Linked DNA regions of Zea mays: regions 1 and 3 are each linked to region 2. A link is a contact called in public Hi-C data. All regions are on one chromosome and are shown on one strand. Each heading gives the region's core, a stretch centred on a gene start, on an enhancer-like site or on the middle of the called end of the contact. The rest is flanking DNA. Distances are from core to core; before and after follow the strand shown.

Region 1 (2,700 bases), core at 173-2,672, 480 kb before region 2:
GATTCATGTTCAGAAGATTAGTTGCCTCTGCATTAGATCCCTTGCACCATGTGGTGGGGCTGGTCACAAGAAAGCATTGCTATCAGCAGAGGATGTGCGAATCTACCATGATGTGACCTCCAGTCAGTGGATCAAGACGCTTTCATGGTGGGTGATTATAGGCTCATGATGTCAGGTTGAAGAAAGGCTGCTGTAGCCCTCAGTGTTATGGAGTTCGCAGGAGTTTCTTTCTCAGAACAAGGCTGTCTGATGTGTTTTGACATTGCTATCCTTGCTTTAGCCAGCTCCATCTTTCGGTAGATACATACATGCATGGGCATATCCATTTTGAAACATGCCAGGAGAAAGCTCACTGGCTCTAGAGCAGGGTAGGTCTCAAGCGTTGTTGCCTGATTGCTGCTGCGATCGTTGCATGCTTGACATGTCTAGTAGGATCAGTATGCTAACATAGGCAGGGCTTCTGTACCATATGACATAAGTTCCTTCTGTATACAGGGTCGAGATCTAGAGAAAAGAAGTTCATTATTTCATTCAGCTCATGTTGTTACCCTTTGTTCTTGTCAACATGTTCTGTGCATATTGTTGAAAGATGTTACCATGTTTGCAGTAGTGATATTTATTTTCCTGATTATCAGTGGCATGAGTCTGTGCTTGTATGTTAATCTATGGATTAGTTTTGGCACTCGGTGACAGTGTCCTGCTGATGTTTGATACATCATATTTAATGAACTCAGTTTTTCTGCAACTGATCTACTTTTTCTGATACTTGCATGTCGAAGCTAACAGAAATACTTTAGGTTAGTGAAGCAGCTATTTTAATTAGGCACATTCTCTGCGATGCATATATATATATATTAGAGAGCTGAACATGAGGAGGTGATGTTTCAGGAGTACAGGCACCCTGAAATCTGAAGTGCGCCTTGGATCATCTCTACTTTGGCGCTGGTGGTTTTGTGGATGTCCTCTCAGTGCCACTCCCAGAATACCAGGTAGCTGCATTTGTTTGCCTTATGATGGTGCTCATGATTTTTGTTTCTTCAGTATCAGATTCATCTAGTGGTTTCTTGATCTATTTAAGTGGTGCTGAATTTCTTGTGTACATACTGTGATAAGTAGCATGTTGACTGCAATTCTGGCTGTTCGAGAATCGGTCGGCTGTTGTTTTAAAAATAATGTTTTTTTGGATATCTTTCATTTGTAAGTTAAATTTAGGGGTGGTCATTGTATTAATGCTTACAGGCCAGTTGAAGTCCTCAAGCTTCTGCTTGGATTCTAGTGTCACTCTCAACTCTTGTTATCTTTTGAGAAGAGATCCCCTGGTAGCAGCCCTTTGCCTTTTCTTTCTGTTCTCTTCCTTTATTGTCTTGCTAATCTTTGATAAACTCCGGTGTTGTGATTGGTTGTATGTGCAGGGCCCATGACGAACTCCAGGAATGCATGGTTGCCTGCATGATAGATGTAGAGATGGCGGTCATATAGTTAAATTACACGTTCTGCCGTATGTATATGATTTTATTGGAGCTAATGGATTTTTTATCTGCTTTGTTTGGAGAAAAACATAGTTTGCATCTATCTCTACACGACTTGCTTTTGTACCGGAGGCACGCAGCAGCAGGGTTGTATATGTCCAACCTCTGATGGGTCTGCGGTCTGCCGTTGAAAGAGGGGCTTTGGAGATCTGAAGGTATTCCACGCCAGGTGCTCCTGTAATGTGCTGGACTTCTGTTCTGCCACTTTGGTTACGCAGAGCTGATCCATTACAAATGGTACTTGTGATGCTTTGTTGTTAGCTTGTGAGTTGTCTGTTTCTGCGCTTGTGATTCAGTGGCCGGCAAGCGTTTTTTTTTTTGACTCGGCCGGATTGTTCATCGATCTATTTTTGGATCTTTTATTGCTCTGGTGAAAACAGCTGGGCCCCATTCACAAGGAGACGCGCCACAACGCTCCAAAGGCCAAACCAGAGATTATCTCCGGGTTGTTTACACATTGAACTTGTCTTTCACCTTGACCTTGTTTATACATGAACCCGCCTCGGATCCGTCACCAGGACACGCCCCCTAACAAGCCACCGTACCATATTATGCCATCACGCGGCGGTAGCGGCAACACGCAGCGGCAACAGGATCCAACTGTGGTGGTGGTAGCCTTTGCGCAGCCGAGGAGGAGAACGAGACGGCGACGCGCCATTATGCCGGTGAAGAGCAGCGCCAGCTTCCGCATGACCGCGCTGCCTATGGTGGTGACGGCGCAGCTGCTGGCGGCTGCCGTGCTCACGCTCACGCTCGTCTGGGTGCTGCACTTTCGTGGTGGCGTCTCGTGGAAGCCGACATCCAACCCTCTCTTCGTCTACACGGTAATAATCGAACCGTGTATTTTCGAACAGTAGGAGTAAACTCTATAACGTGCGCACCCTTTTCTCAGGCACACCCTCTGTTCATGGTGATCGGCTTTATCATCTGCACCGGAGAAGGTAAAGGAACAAACGCGCGTCTGCAAAACTCAAGCGATGGAAGGGAATCAAACGTGTTGTGTCTGACTGATCACTGATGCTTGTATGATGGTGTGGTGTGTGGCGCGCGCGCGCAGCGGTGATGGCGTACAGGATCGTGCTGGGCCCGAGGTCGGCCAAGAAGGCGGTGCACCTGCTGCTACATCTCGTAGCCCTCACCTTCGCTGCCGTCGGCCTGTACGCCGCCTTCA
Region 2 (2,700 bases), core at 161-2,660:
CGATTAGTGCTGTTGATACAGCCGCCGTCCGAGCGCCGTGAGTTCTTCGCTGCTTTCCCATCCCGGCGCCGTTGATACAGTCGCCGCTGCCTCACAAGACCTCTGTCTTCTCTCCTCCTCGCTTCAGAAACGCACCAGAGAGCTCAGAGCTCTGTTTATTCTCCTCGCTGCCAGAGATCTCCAAACACCCCGCCGTCGTTCCCCACGGAAGTTGTCCCCCGCCGTCGTTCCCCCACGGAAGACCTTGACGAAAGACGTGCTGGGCAGCGCGGCCGACTGGTAGCCGCTGACGAAGCTGGACACCTTGAGGAAGCAGAGGCCAGAGCCGTCAGAGAGCGCGGTGGACGCAACGCAGGAGCCGCCGGAGAGGCAGTTGATGTCCACGATCTTCCGCGACGAGTCCCCTTCCACCAGCTCTGTCACTGCACGCAATAATATACAACAAAGCGGGCCGGCTCAGCTACTGGTTCTCAAGTTGCATCGCGGAAAGAAATTGTTCTGAAAATCTAAGCTTCTTGTTGCTGCTTTGCAATCAAGAATCATATGAATGGCTTGCTGTAAATGAGCACGTAGTGCGTAGTGGAGCAGAACATCTTAATGCAGGAAAAAACATGGAGTTATTGAGCCGCATCCCGCATGTTCAATTGCTACAGCCTACGGAACGCAGAATCCACCAGAATCTGATGCTATACAGGCTCGCAGTTATTGAAAAAGTTGGGAGCCGGATTCGCGAAAAAGCAGCCGCCGGAGAGGCAGTTGAGGCGGCAGGCGGTGATGCCGACGAAGAACTGCTCTGTGGTGATCTCCGGCGGGTAGGTGAGGAACTGCGTGTTGTCGAGCTCGAGCGTGGTGGAGTTGCCGGGGCAGCTGGCGAGCTCGACCTTGCGCGTGCAGCCGGCGCGCGGCTTGGAAGGGTCGGAGAGCTGGAAGTTAAGCGACGGGCACCCGCAGACCGGCGACGTGCCGTTGTAGCTGCACACGCCCATGCTGCCGCAGTAGCCGAACACCTAGCACTGGTCCGCCACGGCCGACCACTCCTCCGTGGCGGCGTTGCTGCCCCGGGGTTGTCCTTGAGCACGAGGTTGCCGCTGTCCTGGACGGCCGCGGCGGACACGTTCTGGCCCCCCGTGTTGGAGGACCAGAGCACGACCCCGGATCCGTTGACGAGCTGGAGGTCGCCGTTGGACGAGAAGCGGAGCGAGCTCCACGAGTCAACGGCGGCGCCGTTGCCCGCGGACCAGACGGGCACGCCGCCGGCGTAGGTGATGGCGGCGACGAAGAGCGACGGGGAGGACGCGGACGCCGTGAAGCCGAGCGAGAAGGTGCTGTTGGGCGACGTCCACGTCGCCGAGTTGCCCGGCGAGAGGGTCGACCCCAGCGGCATGTCCGCGCCGCGGGACAGCAGCGGCGGGAGGAGGAAGAGGCAGCAGCCGAGGGCCACAAGGCCCCCCGGAGCTTCGCCGCAAAGGGCGTATCTTTTTTGCCTTCCCGGCGGTTTTTGGGCGGCAGAAAGCAGCGGAGAAGTCACGGCGCTGGGACGGCGGCTGTATCAACGACACTAATCGTCGTTCACTACTGGTAGTGGAGTGGTTTTGTCCGTTTTGGAGTGTGGCCTATTCTCTGCTTTTCCATAACAGATAATCCCTCGCCTACACCTCCAAATCGTCGAAGCCGCATCTAAGGACTTCCATAATGGCAAATTTCTCCTTCCTGCATGAGCCTGACCTCATCTCATCATCGCCTCCAACTCACCAGAGAAGAGAAATCCTTCTCCCTCGTCTCTCGCCAATCTTTTCTATCAAACCCTCTTCCTTCCATCTCAGATCCCTCTCCCGTCCCAGCTCGATCCTGCCCGATGGCCACCGGATCGTACGCCGCTTCCGTCCGACGCTGAGCAACCAGGACAACGACCTCCGACGACCCCCCGAGCACCCACGAGATGGTCGCGGAGGCGGCGCCGTTCTCCTCATCGGCGATCTGGTCGTGTCACCGCGACGAGATCACCTTCGACCGCCTCCACAAGGTACCGCCCCTCCCGGGCTCGCCCCGATCGGATCTGCTCACCCGCCCACCTGCCCGCCCGCCCGCCTGCTGACCCTGGACCGAGTCGACGCCACGGATCTGAGGCTCCCGCCCTCCTCCCCGTGCTGCGATGCTGGGCCCTTCCGGCGCCCCTGCCCGTGCTCCGACGTTCCGCGGAGCTTTTGGTCGCGCCCGGTGGATGGCGCTTCCTGCGAGCGCTGGTTTCGGCTGTAGGGTTTGATTTGATTTGTTGCTCGCCTGTTGGAGAATTCTATTAGGTTGGACTGCTTCGGCTTATCAGTTGGCGCGGACTTCCTGTGGTGATGTCGGGTGTTGCATGGAGCAGACAAGCGCTTGACTGAAAAATCTGAGTGGTTTGTCCCATTTGGATATTTGGATGTGTTGAATTGAGTTGAGGGAGCTATCTCCGTTATGATGCTGCTATGCAAGCTGTCTAGAGAAGTGGGAGCAGCCTGAATTTGAAAAGTATTGTGAAAAGCAATAAATAATAGCTAACTTCTTGACTGACTCATCAGATTGGCTTGTCTTGCCTCTGGACAAACAGAAGGAATGAAGGATGCTCTAGGCTGAATCCCATACTACTGGTGTCGTTGCTGCTAATCGAGGAGCAATGATGTCAACAAACCAAACTTTGGAGAGTATTAACTCCATCCTGGT
Region 3 (2,770 bases), core at 202-2,701, 410 kb before region 2:
TTGCTGCACTGGACAGTCCAGTGCGTCCTGACTTCGCAACTCTAACTTATGACTTCTGCATTATGCTCTTTTACTGTTCATCGCAGTCGACCGTTGGGTGCAATTGACCGTTGCTCCGTTGGCTCACCGGACACTGTCTGGTGCACACCGGACAGTCCGGTGAATTATAGCGGAGCAACTCCCAAAGAATCCCGAGAGCGGCCAGTTCGCGAGTGCCTTGGCCTGGGCACCGGACAGTGTCCGGTGCGCCACTATCAGCACTAATGCTTGTCTTTGCTCTAAACTTTGTTGAGTTCATAACTTATTTTCTTTGTTGGTTTGTGTTGATTTTTAAGCACCTGAGATAAATAACAATTAGGCAAACTAGTTAGTCCACGTGGTTTGTGATGGACATCAAACACCAAAATCAATTATGGGAAATGATTAATCTCATTTCCCTTTCAGAAAAGGCTTAGGTTGGGGATCAAAAGGGAGGAGGGAGTTGTACCATCGCCGAGTAGGACAAGCTCAAAGGAGACGCCAGGCGGCCTCGAGTTCATTGGCGACAGCGAGGCGGGGTCTTTCACGACAGGCGGCCTCAAGCCCATAAGCACGTCGAGGTCTTCCATCGCGCGGCACCGCGATGAGTGCCGGGTAGAAGGACACTTGCGCGACGACGACGTGTGGGGGTGGGGGGTAGCGTGCGCATCTGGGTGGTGGGAGCGTGGCGGTCACGGACCTATGTGTGGGTGGGGAGCGCGGTAGCCACGGAGGCGGGGGCATGGTGTACTCAGTGTGGATGTCCACGCTCAGTCCTTATAGAGTAGTAGAGACTGGAAACTTCTGGACGCTAAAATTCTCCACTACAAATTATCATGTGTAAGAAAATTTTACCACACTTTTATAAACCATTTACGAATGAAACCAGTATAATAGGAGAAAGATCTTAGCATGCCCCTATTTGTTTCGGCTTCTGGCAGCTTCTGGCCACCAAAAGCTATTGCGGACTGCCAAACGCTCAGCTTTTCAGCCAGCTTCTATAGAATTCGTTGGGGCAAAAACCATCTAAAATCAACCTAAACACATAATCGGTTGAGTCGTTGTAATAGTAGGAATCCGTCACTTTCTAGATCCTGAGCCCTATGAACAACTTTATCTTTCTCCACACGTAATCGTAATGATACTCAGATACTTCCCACAGCCACATTCTCCCCATAGCCAGATTTTCAAGTTGGTCAGAAAAAAGCTGAACCAAACATGCCTCATAGATTGCCACATATATGGCTAGCCAAAACTATCTAATCTAGCAATGAAACTCGGGCAAGCGCGGCACCGAAAACAAGTCAGGGAGCAGACGTCCAAACAACCATCCGTTTCGTGTCCGTTGTGTCGGGACCCTGCCGCGTGGGCCACTTCACGGTCTTGACCTAGTCCCGTGCGTTCGTTGCTGGGCCGCCTCGACCGCAACAAAGACTACAGGGGGGAGACACATCTCTCCCCACCTCGCTTCGCACCTCTCCAGCCGCCGCCTCCTCCTTCGCCGGCGTCGACGATGGGTGACTATGGCCACGGCGGGGGGCAGATGCGGGGCAACCCGGACTCCCGCCCCAGGGGCCAGGGCCAGCGCCCTAACGTCCAGCAGCTCAAGCTCGTAAGCCACCGATCCCCTCGTCTCCCCTGCTAAACCCTAACCCTAGCTGCCTGATTCGTCTCTGATCCGTGGTTTGGTTTCACCTCGCTCGCAGATGGGGCAGATCCACCCGACGGGGCTCACGCCCAACCTGCTTAAGCTCTTCGAACCGCGTCCACCGCTCGAGTACAAGCCCCCGCTGGAGAAGCGCAAATTGCCGGCCTACACCGGTGAGTCGACGGATTTTGGGATTGTCTAGTAGATGTTTTCAAGGGTTTGCTCACCGATTGTTTGGTGTGGCTACTGATTTGGATGCAGGGATGGCACAATTTGTGTCGCACTTTGCTGAGCCCGAGGATCCAGAGTATGCTCCGCCAGTACCCAAGTGTGAGACCAGGGTATGTTTTTGTCTATATGCTGAGTGTCATAGGTTTGCCTGCTATCATATCTGTACAACGTTCTCTAATCAGACTTTGTGACTTGGTTTCTGAGGTAGTCGAATTACACCACAGTGCTAGTGTGCAACTGGATGGTGTGCCAAGTATTTTTCGTAAAGAATTACATATTGTTAGAACAGTAGCTTCCGAAACCTGCTTGTAGCACACGATATCTACTGAGCGCATGATATTTTGGGCATTTCTGGTCAACTTTAGTAGTTGCTTCTGCTACAAAAGCATGCATGGTTTGACTATGTTCTGGATTTTCAATGTTTTGAGATGATATCATGCATTCAACTGTGTGAAGGCATTGTCACATTTCTTTCTGCTGAGATCACATGGGCCTAAATCATTCTTGAACTGCACAAATTCTCTCTCTCTTAATAATGCATTGGATCATATCTTACTCAATTTTGGGGCATATCTTAGCATTGTTCTACCCTTTACTATTTTATTTTATCCTGCACCTGATTATTATATATATGCTCTATATATGCAGGCAGAGAAGAAGGCTAGAATTCGCAATAATAAGCTCGAGCAAGGCGCAGCTAAGGTTGCTGAAGAGCTTCAGAAGTGTACGTCCTTAGGGCATGGTGTCACCCCAATTATTTTAAAGTTATGGTTGTAATAACATCATTGTTCTGATTTGGTTTTATGCAGATGACCCACAAAGTGACCCCAATGCTACTGGAGATCCATACAAAACACTCTTTGTTGCTAGACT

What was found. A called contact is a pair of places that touch in the nucleus more often than the background predicts.
Region 1: a Hi-C map of ear shows a contact between it and region 2, with 2.9 times the contacts expected there. The contact joins the promoter of LOC100382018 here to the promoter of LOC103626274 in region 2. A contact is called at or near these places in 6 of 25 Hi-C or Micro-C datasets (ear, endosperm, leaf and 1 more).
Region 3: a Hi-C map of tassel shows a contact between it and region 2, with 2.2 times the contacts expected there. The contact joins the promoter of LOC542179 here to the promoter of LOC103626274 in region 2. A contact is called at or near these places in 10 of 25 Hi-C or Micro-C datasets (bundle sheath, ear, endosperm and 4 more) and 1 of 3 datasets of contacts at active chromatin or transcription factors (seedling).

Annotation. Positions count from the first base shown.
Region 1 is chr5:42,310,243-42,312,942 of Zm-B73-REFERENCE-NAM-5.0, reverse strand. LOC100382018 reads left to right here and starts at 1,422. Exons shown (of 3, transcript NM_001174784.1): 1 at 1,422-2,353; 2 at 2,422-2,470; 3 at 2,587-2,700. The coding sequence starts at 2,021. It overlaps LOC100502266, which reads left to right. Exons shown (of 8, transcript NM_001323891.1): 8 at 1-608.
Region 2 is chr5:41,830,087-41,832,786 of Zm-B73-REFERENCE-NAM-5.0, reverse strand. LOC103626274 reads left to right here and starts at 1,410. Exons shown (of 8, transcript XM_008646664.3): 1 at 1,410-2,023. The coding sequence starts at 1,940.
Region 3 is chr5:42,244,787-42,247,556 of Zm-B73-REFERENCE-NAM-5.0, reverse strand. It overlaps LOC542179 (U1 snRNP), which reads left to right and starts at 1,451. Exons shown (of 10, transcript NM_001358412.1): 1 at 1,451-1,630; 2 at 1,725-1,839; 3 at 1,928-2,007; 4 at 2,546-2,621; 5 at 2,707-2,770. The coding sequence starts at 1,532.